Linked DNA regions of Macaca mulatta: region 1 is linked to region 2. A link is a contact called in public Hi-C data. All regions are on one chromosome and are shown on one strand. Each heading gives the region's core, a stretch centred on a gene start, on an enhancer-like site or on the middle of the called end of the contact. The rest is flanking DNA. Distances are from core to core; before and after follow the strand shown.

Evidence for each region. Hi-C and Micro-C count contacts between places; a contact is called where the count stands out from the background.
Region 1: a Hi-C map of CD4 T cells shows a contact between it and region 2, with 7 times the contacts expected there. The contact joins the promoter of ARL4C here to the enhancer-like site in region 2. A contact is called at or near these places in 6 of 14 Hi-C or Micro-C datasets (CD4 T cells, blood, fetal cortex germinal zone and 3 more).

Annotation. Positions count from the first base shown.
Region 1 is chr12:139,767,120-139,774,436 of T2T-MMU8v2.0, forward strand. ARL4C (ADP ribosylation factor like GTPase 4C) reads right to left here and starts at 4,534. Exons shown (of 1, transcript XM_015111395.3): 1 at 484-4,534. The coding sequence starts at 4,009. The coding sequence ends at 3,431.
Region 2 is chr12:139,410,395-139,417,497 of T2T-MMU8v2.0, forward strand. No RefSeq gene overlaps it. Among named protein-coding and RNA genes, the nearest start is that of SPP2, 93 kb to the left of the region's middle. Within about 2 kb of position 4,002, at least 11 of the 40 cell types and tissues checked have an H3K27ac peak or open chromatin away from gene starts, as enhancers often do. A contact at or near this core is called in CD4 T cells and blood, where this site is marked.

The DNA of each region.
Region 1 (7,317 bases), core at 3,284-5,783, 360 kb after region 2:
CAGCCCGGGTACTGAGCAGAGAGACACAGCCAAGATAGAGTAGCTTTGTAACTTCCAGCGTTCTTATATTAGCACATAGCTATTTCCAATTTTACAAAATTACATTTTTGAAGTAATTACCAACTAATGACCTTTTTAGTAAATGAGAGTGCTGAGGAAGGGCTAGACATTGAGGCCATTTTCCTAAAGGATTTGGGATGACTCAGTGGAAGGCACCCAGCCGAAGGGCAGGCTCAAGTGAACGAGTCTCAAATGCATAGAGACTCCTGCATTTTAGCGTCCAGATCCACCATTCACGGCAGACCTAGACCCTGACACCAAAAATCCAGAGATGACTGATACAGCCCTAGAACCGATTAGAACTCCAGACACCATCTTGTGATCCATCCCCTCACTCAGCAGAGGTCTAGAGAATGAATACCAGCGACATCAAAAAAAACAAAACAAAACAAAAAAAAACCCCACAGAAAATCTCCCCAGTCGTTTGATTGTATAAATAATTTATTTCTGTTCACAGCATCATATATGCATTATAAAAGGCTATGGAAACAAAAAGGAGGATGATGAGACAGAGAATTACAGCAGTAGAAAGGAAAACAGAAACCAGGGCACACAGTCCCAACACCAGAACAGAGAATTTGGGAAGATAATTGCTCTGAAACAAAACTGGCCTCCCTGTGTCTATTAGAAAACACTTCCAAAGCTCACGAAGGGAGGCCAACTTCCCCTATGGGAAACCCATTCACTCGCCAAAGGGCAGAAGGCATCATAAATCACCCATTGATACATTGGTCGGGGCTCCCTGTCCCCCCGGTGACCACTCCAAGGTGATTTGATCTGTGCTTCCTCTGTTAGGTCAGAGACAAAATGGGTTAATATTAGGTCAAACATTACAGAAATCAACTGAGACTCTTAACTAGTAGTTGATACACCACAGGGCTTTACTTTACTGCACAATTACTAACAGTTGATTGCACCCTTAAGTATTGATTATGCAAAAAACAAAATCATCTCGCATCAGTTTTAAAGCATGACAGGGTTTGAACAGTGATGTTGAACCTAAGTATTGTTATCACGAGAAGGTTACAGTATTTGGCATCTGCAATGTCACAAAATAAATATATTATTCTCTCAATAGTGTGGAACTACCAAAATGTCAAAGTGCTTAAGAAATTGTCGCATGTGAAGAAAATAAAGAAAGATGGATTTTTTTTTTAATAATTCTATACAGAATCTTCAGATGATGGGACCAGCCCATTTAGAAATCAGTGAATATGCTGTCGATATGTAAACTGAAATCTTGCAGGCTTTTCAACACTGCTTAGCTAGACTTTCTCTACTGAGTTTCTACAAAAAGACCAGCATTGGAGGGGTACCAAATACACCGACGAAAGAGAAAAAGCAGCTGGGCTGCTAGGTTTCTGCGTTTAAAAAATTTCATATAGGAATTGGGTTTTAAACAGGAAGCCAGAACTTCTGCCTCTGGTTCTTAAATTAACATTCGGTGTGTAATGGACAATAGGCATGGCCTCATAATTTGACGAACTCACATGCTCAAGCATGATCATGTCCCATTTCTACAGGTCTCCTTTGTAAAGAAATGTGTAACAGTGGGGGGAAAGTCATAATTCTATCTGAAAACATGGATTGGAAGAGGGACTAAAAAAATCAAACAGTATGTTTTAAGTTTCCCTTTTGATACTGTGTTTCAGGGTAAATGACAGCTTCTGCAAACCAAGACTGAGTCCTGATTCTAAAGGATTTTTAAAATTACATTATTAAAAATATGTATTTATTCTTCTTTCACTTTATCTATTTTCCAAAGCCTCTTTCAAGTAAACTGTGAAGTGCCTGAGTACCAGTGACCATGACGTCACACTTTCTTTTATCTCAAGCACTCATTGTTGTTTGCATTTGCCCAAAGTGCTGGCTGGCTCCGAAGGCCAGTTCCCACAAGAATGAATTCAGAAGGGCTTCATCCTTGTGTTTTTCCTTCTCTTTTAATTCCATGCAACGAGGTCAGCTTTTGCAAGGTGGGGTTTTATTTTTTTGGTGCATGACATCAAATACTCTAACGAGACATTTTGAATGAAATACTTAAACCAGATAGGCCACAATGAACCAAATTAGAAATCTGAACATGTCGCCACTTGCAGCGTAAAGGAATATAAAAGGGCAGAGCAAAGTCTTTTTTCCTAAGGTGAATATTTCTAAGGTAAGTATTCATTTGTAAACGTGTTTTTTTTAAACATGTCTGAAAACCCATCATCACGCGGTTAGTATTACAAGACATCCCTTGGTTAAAAAAAAAATACCATCTTGCAATTCAGCACACATCTGCAGCTGGTGTGCTCACCCAAACCAATCAGTAGGCTAAGAGAATTTAAAATTCCATACATATGAGTCTAGGTATTAATGCCGATTACACAGTACAGAGGGAGGTCCCTATATCCACACACACACACCCCATCCAGCATTTACACCAAAAGCCTTACCCTTTAAACACCTTTAACTATCCTGCAAACAGTAAATGCATCATTGGCCACCACCTCCAATAGTTCGTCTTTTTTTTTTTTTTTTTTTTTTTTTTAATTTTTATTGGTCTCTTTGTGTGATAATGACCTACACATGGATAGGGTCCAAACCATCTGGAAGATGTCTGATTCCAGGCTGAAAAGCAGTTCTCAACAACACTGGTCTTCTGCAGCCACCACAAAGCACCAGGAAAAGGGCATCTCCGCGGCCATCCCCAGCCAGGCCAGCACAGCGCTCCGTGCCCGCTGCACCATCCCAGGCAGTCCTCTGATGACCCAAACCATCACCTCCTTTGGGCCCAGAGCAGGACAAATGAAATTTCAACAGGGGCCTGCCCTGCGACCGAAAATTACTCAGCTTCACGGCCCCTGAATGCAAGGAGAGATGGTCCCCCCAGAGCCAACATGCCCCCCAGGTGGGTACGCCCAGGGTTCTGGGAAATGCATACCTCAGGTAACTCACAGGTGCGATCCCCCAGTGGGGGCGGGGCAGCCTGAACTTCTGGCCCAGCAGGAGTAGGAAGAAATCGCTTTTGTCTCTCCAACAATTGAGCCTCGCAACTGGGGCTGGGAGGGCGGACAGCAGGACCGGCACTTCCACTCCCCACCACGGTCCCCCGACCCCTTCAGTAGCTCTGGCGTTCAGACAAAAGGTCCCCTGAGCTGGGGGTGGGGGGCAGGTCGAGAGCAGGCCGGTAAACCAGCCTTCGCAGCTCCTTAAGTCACCAGTCCTGCATTTGGATGCAGAGATTCCGTTTTAAAAATTCGAAGCATCGCTTTGGTTCGCTGTCTTTGTTCGCGGGCGCGGGTTCTCGCTCATCCATCCATCCATCCATCCACCCATCCATCCATTCATTCTTGACGCACTCGCTCGCTCCCCGGTCGCTCCGGGCGCATTACCGCTTCTTCTTCTGCTTGAGGGACTTCCTGCGTTTCAGGATCATCTCATAGAGCTTGTCCATGCCCTCGGTGAGGCCCTCGCCGATGATGGCGCACGCCGGCTGGACGTGGTAGGTGGTGGCCGGGATGAGCTCGTGCAGCGCCAGCTGCTTCTCGATCTCGGCCACCGGCAGCGACTTGGGCAGGTCCTGCTTGTTGGCGATGACCAAGAGCGGCGTGCCCTGGTTCTCGGCGAACTTGGTCACCTTGTGCAGCTCCGTCTTGGCCTCCTCCAGCCGGTCCACGTCCACCGAGTCCACCACGTAGATGATGCCGTCCGTGCAACGGCTGTAGGACTTCCACAGCGGCCGCAGCTTCTCCTGGCCGCCCACGTCCCAGAAGTGGCAGCTGATGCCCTTGGCCGTGCCGTTGCTCAGCTTGATCTTCTCGGTGTTGAAGCCGATGGTGGGCACAGTGTTCACGAACTCGTTGAACTTGAGCCGGTAGAGCACAGTGGTCTTGCCGGCCGAGTCCAAGCCCAACATGACGATATGCAGGGACTGAAAGGCCGAGATGTTGGAGGAGATGTTGCCCATGGCTCCTGGCTGCGGCGCCGGCCACTGCGGCTGCGGCGGGAGGGCGCCGCCCCCCGAGCAGTCACGGGCCCAAAGCAGCCGGGCGCACCTGGGCCCCGCCCGCCGCCGCCCGCACCGGCCCCGGGCTCGGCGTCCCCCCGGGCGCACGGCTCGGTGCGCTCAGACGCCGCGGGCCCCGCGCCCTCGCTGGCCGGGCTCGCGATCGGCGGGCATCGCTTCTCTAAGCGAGGCTTTGTCTCCCACGAAGCCGCCTTGGATGTTCGACGCAGGAGGCTCGCGCCCGGCGCCCTCCCCAGGCCTGGGCTCGCTCTGTCGCTTCCTCGGGCCGCGCCCCCGCGCTCCGGCAGCGCCCGGGCTCTCCGCTCTCCCAGCGCCCGGCGCTCGCCTCTGGCCTGGAACGGCGCCGCTCCTGCTCTAGTTCCCGCTCCCGGGGCGCGGGCTTCCCCGGGAGTCGCTGTCCGCGCGGCCGCCTCACAGTCCCCGCAGTCCCCGCGCCGCCGCAGCAGCCGCCAGCCTGCAGCGGCCGGAGGGCGCCCGGGCCCGCCCCCTCGCGCCCCGCCCAGGACCCGCCCACGCCCCGCCCCGGGCCCCGCCCCGCACGCCGCCGGGGGTCAGGCGCGGTCCTCCCCGCCCTGCCGGCCGTTTTCGCGCGCTTCGCTGCGTCCCAGCCGCCAACCCCGGCCCCTCCCGCGCCGCGCGGCGCGGCGCAGACACAATGGGCCCGGAGCCGGCTCTTCCTCCCCAGCGGCTGACGCGTTTGCAAAAATAGCTCTCGGCTCCCGGAACCCCCGCCCGGACCCGAGCCCTGCCCGGCCGGGCCGCAGCGGTGGGCGACCAGCCTGTCTGAGGGAGTGGGTTCCCGGGTCCCAGCCCTGGGCGCGAGGCGGGGCGGGGCGGGCCAGGGTGACTGGGAGAGCGCCGCGCTGAGGAGTGAGGGCGGCGAGGTCGGGGCCTCCAACCCCAAGATGCGACGGGACGGGGCTGGCCTCAGTGAGCCGCCAGCCTGCGCTCTGGATCCAGAGGCGCGTCCCCACCCACCCTCGCGCCGCGGCAGTGGCCGACCCCGGCCCCTGCCCCTAGTGACGCCCAGGCTCGCCTCCTGCCTGGGTTCCAGCGGGCTGCACCCGGCCAACGCCGCCCTCCGGAGCCCAGGCCTGTGCCCAGGGCACCCTGGAGGCCTAGCCTTTCTTGCCCGGTGGCAGCGGTTGGGGCAGGGGTCGGACCTAGGCCGCGATGGGGGATTAGAAGACCTCCCTGCCCCAAGTAACTCGGACAGCTCACCCTCCCAGACACTCGCCTGGGCTGCCTCATTTCGTCCGTCCCCATCGACTCTGCTGACATCCCAGGGGAAGCGTCAGCATTTCGGGAGAGCACCCCTTGCCACCCGACTTTGGGAACTGAGAACCACCCGCCCGCAGGTGAACTACTCCACAGAAATGGCAACAGCAGCCCCGAGGGCTGAAAGAAAATGTGTCTACAGCTTGGAGCTGGTGGCATCGTGGGTTACAAACACTGATATTTCACGGGTTCCACCTCCTGTCACCCCGATTCAGTGGTTTTATTCTGGTTTGCAAACACGTAACAAATGCATATCCTCCCTGGGTGCGGAGAAGTATATTATGGCAAACACACAGATCTGGGGAGAGCTGCTGCGCAGGAGACAGCCGGCCACAGCATGGGCGACCGCATCTTCCCAGCTCTAGCTTGTGAGACAGAAACGATGGAAACGGGGTCAAGGGAGAAGAAAATGAAAATGCTAATCATTTATGAATAAAAGCTAGAATTTTAGACAAATACTTTATGACCTTCCGTTCACAAATCACAGAAAAACATTTAATGTCGTTGGTACCAAAGCATGTGAGAAGACCCCACCTGTAAAAGGAATGACAAGCCACCACCACCCCTACCCTTGGAATTCCCAAGGCGGCAGTCGGGGCGATCATCCACTCTCCTGAGTGGGTCCGGGGGTAGGAACGGAGTGTCAGGCTGGAAAGGGCCCTGCCTATCATTCTGCCCAATGCTGCCCAGTGAGGTAACAAGGCCTAGGCGGCTGTGACGGCTAAGGCAGAACCTAGAGGCCCACCACCTGCTCCAGGACCAAGGGTCTGTATGCACAGAACTGGGCACCTGCCTGCCCTCTTCCACACACCCCACTCTATCCACATGCTGTTTCCTTCAATGAGGATTAAAGTGAGCCACCCGAAGGATAGAATTCAACAGAAAATATTGGCTGCACTGTGCCACTTACTTCATCGTAAATAAAAATGGAAATGTATTCACTGACTTCACTGAAAAGTTAAGGATAAAGGTCCTCTTCAGGCATGGCTAGACCCAGGAGCTCAAAAGGAGTCTTTAGGGCAGGTGTCTCTCCAGCTCTCCTCCGTGTTCCCCTGTGTTGATTCTTTTTCCTTCTGGCAGCCTTGGACTCACATCTTTGGTTTAGATCCTGGAAAGGAAAAGGTTCAACTCTTTCCCAATAACTCTAACCAAAGCCTGGAGCACCACTCTGGACCAAGGACTGCAGTCCAGGAGGAGGGAACACATCAGTGGATGTGGCCCAGGGGTTGAAATCGGGAAGGGTGGTTCTCCAAGAAGAATCCAGGATCTGTCACCAAAAGAGCAACTCTAGTGAGGCAACAAAAACAACAGATGTTGGCATAATTCATAATGATGACGTTTCAGTTATTGGGAAACCTGGGGAGACAGGATTTGGTGTTTTTGGAGTGATTTTCTTGGCTCTCTTTAATGCCTGCCCCATAGATAGCCACCTTCTTGTGAGACTATTTCTTCTTTCTCTTTCTTCTCTGCCATGGACAGGGCCGAGGCTGAGCCCTAGCCCAAGATAAACCTTTGGTTTAGTAGGCTGGGACCTGAACATTTGGAAAGAGACAGATCAGACTGGAAGCCTCTCCCTCCGGCTTCCACAAATTACCTTTGTGTTACTTCCTTTTCCCCTAGTCAAGACTTGCTTTGATTTTAAGGTGGTAGGAAGAAGATGTTTTAGTAAAGTATCTGATATTTCTTTGGTGCTATGCTAATTATTACCAAAAGCCTCGGTATTTTTGACTGCAGCCTCCACATTTTGCACCACCATGATGGGGTTTAGCAATAAAGGGCTGTCTGCTGTCCAATAGAAAAAAAAGTCAGATTAATAGACATTAATAGAGCCTTGCAGAACAGAGCCATTAAACAGCAACTCACCATAATTGAATAGTAACCACTCTACCTGCTAATTTCATTCACCAGGTGATAAGTTAATTTTACAGTTGATAATTTAACTTCTAACACATAAAAATGTAATTTGGTTG
Region 2 (7,103 bases), core at 2,752-5,251:
ATGGTGAGAAGGCAGCCGTCTGCAGTCTAAAGGGAGAGCCCTCACCAGACACCAATGCTGCCAACGCCTTGATCTTGGACTTACAGTCTCCAGAGCTGTGAGAAGATAAACTTCTGTTGTTTAGGTCACTAGTCTCTGTGGCATTTTGTTTGGGCAGGCTAGCCAACTAAGACAAATAAATGCCTTTTAGAATGTTTAGGAAAGTTGGAGTGCTTTGTAGTGCCCATCAGCTACATGTAGTGCCCATCACTTTGTAGTGCCCATCAGCATGTTCTAGGAACTGCACGGGCTTTACAATAATACTCTTGTTTATTTTCCTAGCCTGTCCTCAGGTGCACTTTTATTTCACCTTCAGGAAAAAAACAAAAAGTACCTCTTTGCTGTGATCCATGCAGCCTGGGCATTTGTGTGATGCCAGACTAGGTTTCAGGCACTTGGTCACAGGCCACTCACACCACAAAAACATCCAAAAATTTCAGGGCTTCTCCAACTCCTACATGTCTTTCCATTCCCCTGCCCCAACATCCCTGTTTGGCCAATTTGTTTTCTTCAAAAAGAAGGAAGGGGCTTGCCGGGTCTGTTGGCATTAACATCTTCTGAAGAGCTAAAGAAGTTCTTTACCTGGTGGGTTCTGGCTCAGTCTGACCATGCATTATTTAAACAGGCATTTGAGCTAAACTTGTATCAGGTGAGCTGTACACAAAGACAGATGGATGGAATAAAACTCAAAACCATCACCAACAGATAGCCAGAGCTTCCATCATCTCCCGCAAGGCCCATCTTAATAGGCCTCCGGATAAGCTCTCTCTTCTATTCTCATTCACCACATTAAGTCTATTCTCTACCCTGTCCCAGAATATTCTTTCCCAAATGTAAACTAATTCTCTTTTCCTCCTCCTTAAGATCCTTTAATGGCTCTAGTTTGCCCCAAGGATAAAGTTCGTGCTCCTTTACTTGGTGGCATCAAAAACCCTCCCTGAGCACTCTTTTCTGCCTTTGAGTCTGGCTCCTCTTCTCATACTCCTGACTCAGCCCTGGCCCACGTGCCTGTTCCATGTCCCTGTGTCCTTATAGGCACTCTCCCTTCCACGTGACATGCTCTTGCCCACCCCCCGCATCCTGGAAGAACCCATATCCCACCACAGAATTTCTCTTGCTTGGGCCCAATTTTGCCCAGGCCCTGTCAAACAGGAGCCATTGTCATGGTAAAAACAAGAGCTCAAGTAGATGCTTGATGCAATTAATAAACTCTCTGTCTCAGCAAAGTCACATAAAATTTATGTAATTGTTTCATGCAAGATAAAGCATTAGCTGTGACCTCTTGCTAATCATTTCCACCTCTGATTTCCTATTTTGATTTCAAAGGCATAAGCGAATTTAATGAAGGGCTTGCATGATGACCCACTGCTGGGGCACAGACACCTGGAAGTGACATTGTTCAGACTATGAACAGTTATCTGAGACCTATGTGGCTGAGTTTTAAATTGGTGTTTATCAAAGCATTTCTAAATTATCTCACTCCTCAGAGATTCTCTAAGGAGGCTGGGTTATAAAATGGCCAAGCTCTTTTATTTCAGTGGTCTAGCTTTAGGCCATAATAAAATGTGAGCTGGTGTTTAAAGAGACTCATGAGGAATATAGGGATGGAAAATGAGTTTCATCATAAAACTGTTCAGTCATTCTCTGTGGTCCTATGATCATCGGGGCCAACTTCTCCATCAGGACAGGAAACTCATGGCTGAAAGTCCATGATACTTTTAGGAGCCCACAAAAATGTTTCAATTTCTTCTAAAACCAGACGAAAAAAATGAACTTTTAGGGTGAACAATGTTTTAATTTTTTTTTCTCATCAAAAATGAATGATAAATGTTAGAAACTATATTAGTTTTCTAGGGCTTCCAGAATAAAAGATCACAGGCTAGGTGGCTTAAACAGCCGAAATGTATTTTCTCAGGATTCTGGAGGCTGGAAGTCCAAGACCCAGGTGCCAGGAGGGTTGACTCCCTTGGGACCTCTCCCCGTGACTTGTGGATGGTGTTCACTTGCTGCTTCTTCCCAAAGCCATCCTCTGTGCACATGTACTCTTTGTGTATCTTTTTGTAGCAAAATTTCCTCTTTTTATAAAGACACCAGTCTTTGAATCAGGGTTCACCCTAATCATCTTTTTTTTTTGTTTTTTTTTTTTTGAGACGGAGTTTTGTGCTTGTTGCCCAGGCTGGAGTGCAATGACGCAATCTCAATTCGCCACAACCTTTGCCTCCCGGGTTCAAGTGACTCTCCTGAATGGCCTCTTTTTAACTCAATCCCCTCTTTAAAGACCCTATCACCAAATACAGTCACATTCTGAAGTACTGGAGATTAGGGCTTCAACATATGAAATTTTGAGAAACACACTTTAGCCCATATCAGGGTCTACAAAAATCTATTATTATGGGAAGGACCCACAAAGGCAAAAGGACTGACAATAATCATAGTATTGAAACTGCCATTGCAAAAATTATAACATTGAGAAAATTATGACACTGAAAGAAATCTGATCTGACCAACTCTATCTTGCCTTTAACCTCCAAAATGCCCTTGGTCATTCCTAAGCATGGGCCAAGCTAACTTTGGGAGTAATTTAGTTTATAGTTCAAATGACAATAGTCTTTCCCCAAACTCAACTGTCTCTGTAACACTAATGAAAAGTCACTAGGTTAGGAGAATGAGAGGGGCCTGAATTCCACTAAGATGTAGGCATAGTTGAACAATTACTATCCATTATTCCAGAGATCATAAGATTTGCAACTTTTCCTATTATTCCTGTAAATTACATTACTATTGTATAACCCAAGATTGGTCTTTTGAGATGTCTTTCAGGCTTTTGCACTTTCGAGGGCTGGATGGCACCACTTGGATCCATGACTCTTGACTCAACTGGTCCTGTGGTCCTCACCCAGAAGTGGACTCAGTGCATGAGGACCATTTTCCACACCCCTGTGACTGCACACTCAACTAATCAGTAGCACCTATTCCTTAGCCCCATGCCTGCCAAACTATTTTTGAAAAGCCCTAGCCTCCAAATTCTGGGGGAGGCTGATTTGAGTAATAATAAAACTCTGGTCCCCCATTTAGCTGGCCCTATGTGAATTAAACTCTTTCTGTACTCCAATTCCCCTGTCTTGATAAATTGGCTCCATCTGGGCAGCAGGGAAGAGAACTTGCTGGGCAGTTACAGTGTGGTCCTGGTGACAGTAGATTAGGTTGATTTTCTGCAGGCAGGAGAATGGAATGAGAAAGTGTCGTGGCAGTCTGTGGAAATTCAGAATGGTTAAGCCAATGATAGCAAGGATTCTACTGCATTTACTAACAGGAGCTCCATCTATTCCTGTCAAACCCATTGTTGACTGAAACTCAAAAACATGTAGAATCAATAAAACATGTTACAACAATTCTTACTGAACTTTCTTCTTAAGAGGTCTACCTATTGGCCGGGCACAGTGGCTCACGCCTATAATCCCAGCTCTTTGGGAGGCTGAGGCAGGCGGATCATGAGGTCAGGAGTTCGAGACTAGCCTGACCAACATGGTGAAACCCTGTCTCTACTAAAAATACAAAAACTAGCTGGGCATGGTGGTGCACACCTGTAATTTCAGATACTCAGGAGATTGAGGCAGGAGAGTCACTTGGACCTGGGAGGCAGAGGTTGCAGTGAGCCAAGATCATGCCACTGCACTCCAGCTTGGGCCACAGAGCAAGATTCGTCTCAAAAAAAAAAAAAAAAAAAAGAGGTCTAACTGTTTACTAGGCCATCAATTTAAAAAATTTATACACTAGATTCATTCAGTAAACATATAATTACTTGCTACTAAACTGCAAAGTGCTGTGCTGGGCCCTGTGCTGAACTTATAAAAGCAAACTATCAATGTGTTTTTTATGTCCTGGTCTCTGACAAGACAGTAGCAGGAACGGGCCGAGTGACTAGGGCCCAGAATTTGACTCACTCAGGATAGGGAAGACCACATCCTGTCTCATATTTCTGCTTCTCATTAACAGGAAGCTGTGTGTGTTCAGAGAGCGCTGCAGACATTAATCATATTCACAGACACCGAGGGAGACTTTCTAACTTTCACGAGTGTGTGCTTCCCCAAGGTCAGCAAAGGTCATCCAGAAAGTCAATGTTGAAGGAAGACTGAGGATCATGCTGCCTGTGAGAGGAAGCCACCAGATGGCCCCAAATGTTAGCCTGGGCACACATGAGGTCATTTATCTTCACCTTTACCGGGGAGAATGAGCAGTGAGTTCCCTCACTGGGTCTCTAAGGGCTGTACTGATTGTCTCAGAGAACCACTGGGGGAAGAAAGGAATCATAGGAGAGAATGTACTTATAAAATGCCAAGCAGCATACTTGTTATTTATAAAGTTGCTTTTTCATGCATGTCTTTAAAGTTTTTCCTAGGCCAGGTGCGGTGGCTCACGCCTGTAATCCCAGCACTTTGGGAGGCCGAGGCAGGTGGATCACGAGGTCAGGAGTTCAAGACCAGGCTGGCCAGCATGGTGAAACCCTCGTCTCTACTAAAAATACAAAAAAATTAGCCGGGTGTAGTGGTGCGTGCCTGTAATCCCTACTACTTGGGAGGCTGAGGCAGGAGAATTGCTTGAACCTTGGAGGCAGAGGTTGTAGTGAGCTGAGATTGCGCCACTGCACTCCAGCCTAGGTGACAGAGTGAGACTCCATCTAAAAAAAAAAAAGAAAAATCCCTGCAGGAGCTAGGACTCGGTCCTGCTGGGGGTTGACTGTGACTAGAGGATGCAGTGCCTCACCAGTGAGAACACTTGTGGAACTACTGCCCTGAATACACAGGGGACAATTTTCACCCATGTCTGGGGAAGGCGTGAGGGAACTGTGCTGCGGGTTCAGTTATCAAACAAACCAGGTGAAGCAGAGGTCTCAGGGAATGGCTGTGAAAGCATTCATGATTCCAAGTATCTTCCAAGTATCGTTCTATGGGAAGAAGTGGTGTAATCCAGACCCAGGGCTCTAAGTTGGCATTGACCTCAAGGATCAAAACGCTAAAAAGAAACTTATTAAGACCAGTAAATAATTGACATGGGCTCCTGGAGACACTCAGTGAAGCATTTCCAAGGCATCTAACCACAAACTATAAATGTTAATTGGCACCCTTAGATGACAGACTCAGATAAGGAGATCAAAGGCACAGGAAGTCATAACTCCTGACATCGCTTTTCAGACAAGTCAGGTTAGAATCATCTTACTCTTCAAAATGCTTTTCACCATGTTTCTGCCCTGATGGGCACGGAAAGTTAATTAGACAGTGATCAGCAAGAGGGTGGAGTCTGCCCTTCATGATCAAGTCTGGACAATCATGTGTGCGGAATATTTGCTTAGAATAAGGCTGTTTATTCTCTCTCTGGAAGTTAAGTGCACCTCAGCTGTCAGATTAATCATTAAACTAAGCAATTTTTAGATAAACTTAATCTGAAAATTAGCCCCATGGCTTCCCCAGCACTGAACTCAAGCCCATCTTCCTTGAGTTACGTGATGATGGTGTTTCACAGTTCTGTAGTTTACTCCCAATGCAATTCCAGAGTCTTCCTCTTTTTGTCCCTCTAGGTTTCAGAGCAGCCTCTTCAGGAGGATCCCAGCCATGAAGACTCTACCCTAAGGGAGCTTATTCCATAGCTGACCCCTCACAAGGGCAAGTTCACAGAGGAAAGAGATGTGAATGTGTTTCCTTCCGTCCTTCTGAGGAGGCAGGGGCCGACCTAGCTGTGCTGAGGCCAACTCTGAACCTCACTTGTCCAAGTTCTTGGGATTCCTTCCCAGGTATGTAGCCTTGGGAGGACAAGACATAGGATGAGAAGAGCTGACTCCTACTCAAGGACATTTAGCAGTGGCTTTCTTTCACCTTCCGAGTATCTCCTTTTCTTCAAACAAGCAGTAGACTACGTTTGAGCCTTCCTCAAGCTCCCAATACAGTGCAGTCTCATCCAATTCTCCCCACCACTTGGGGAGCTGTTCTCTCTTTGCTGTCCAAGCTGTATGACTTCCCTGGGGTCCCAGGGTGACATCCTGGGAAGTGAAAACAATATAAAATGAAGGGAAATAAAGAGGAGCCTGCTCCCTGCTGAGCCTGAGCTCCAGCCTACTGGGTACAAGCCAGAGACAGGTCTCTTTTCCTTTCTCAACATGCTCACTTGGGGCTTCCATGCTGTTTTGCAGGAGTGGAGAAATTTAAAATGGAGATGGACTAGCTGGCCAAAACCAGACAAGTATTTTCTTGTACCTTGAGGCTACTTTCCAAAGCATATAGGTGGCAGACCTTGTCTGGCTTTGGTCTGGCAGAACGCACTGGTCACAAACTTCACTTGCAGCGGATAACAGCCTCATTTCAATGGCTCAGAGGAGCCAGAATCATTTCTGCACAGAGGGCCTTCCAGTGACTTATTTAGGACAGTATTCTTTTCTGCTGCGTCGGTTAGACCTTCTCGGCGTCCCCAATATAAGGAGAGTTTATTGTGGTTGGAGGAAAGTCCTACCTCATTAAGAATGCAGGTAAAGCCTTGGGACTGTTGAAAGAAATTCCAGGCAGAGTCTTTTTGCAATGAGTGTATTCTAATAAAGGAAGAAACTGTGTGTCATGGGCTAGGATAGATGAGCATCATCCGTGGGCGAACACATGGCACAGAAACAGATTTATAGGGCTGACAGTATCAACTCCAAGAGGGAAGAAAATTCAGGCCAAAAATAAGACCTAATCCTCCTCTTCTCATTCAGGGCCATGGTACATGCTATGCTTGGAATATATCCCTCAAATGTCATGTGTTAGGAACTTAATCCATACATTCATATGTAGATGGTATTTGAAGGTGGCACCTTTGGCAAGTCATTAGAATTTGATAAGGGCATCAGGGTGTGATCCACATGGTGGGACTCGTGGCTTTATAAGAAGAGAGAGGCCTGAGCTGGAATGCTTTTGCCATCCCACCATGCAATGCCCTCAGTTATGTTATGACACAGCAGAGAGGGTCTTACCAGATGCTGGAGCCATGCTCTTGGACTTCCCAGCCTCCAAAACTGTGAGCCAAATGAACTTCTGCTC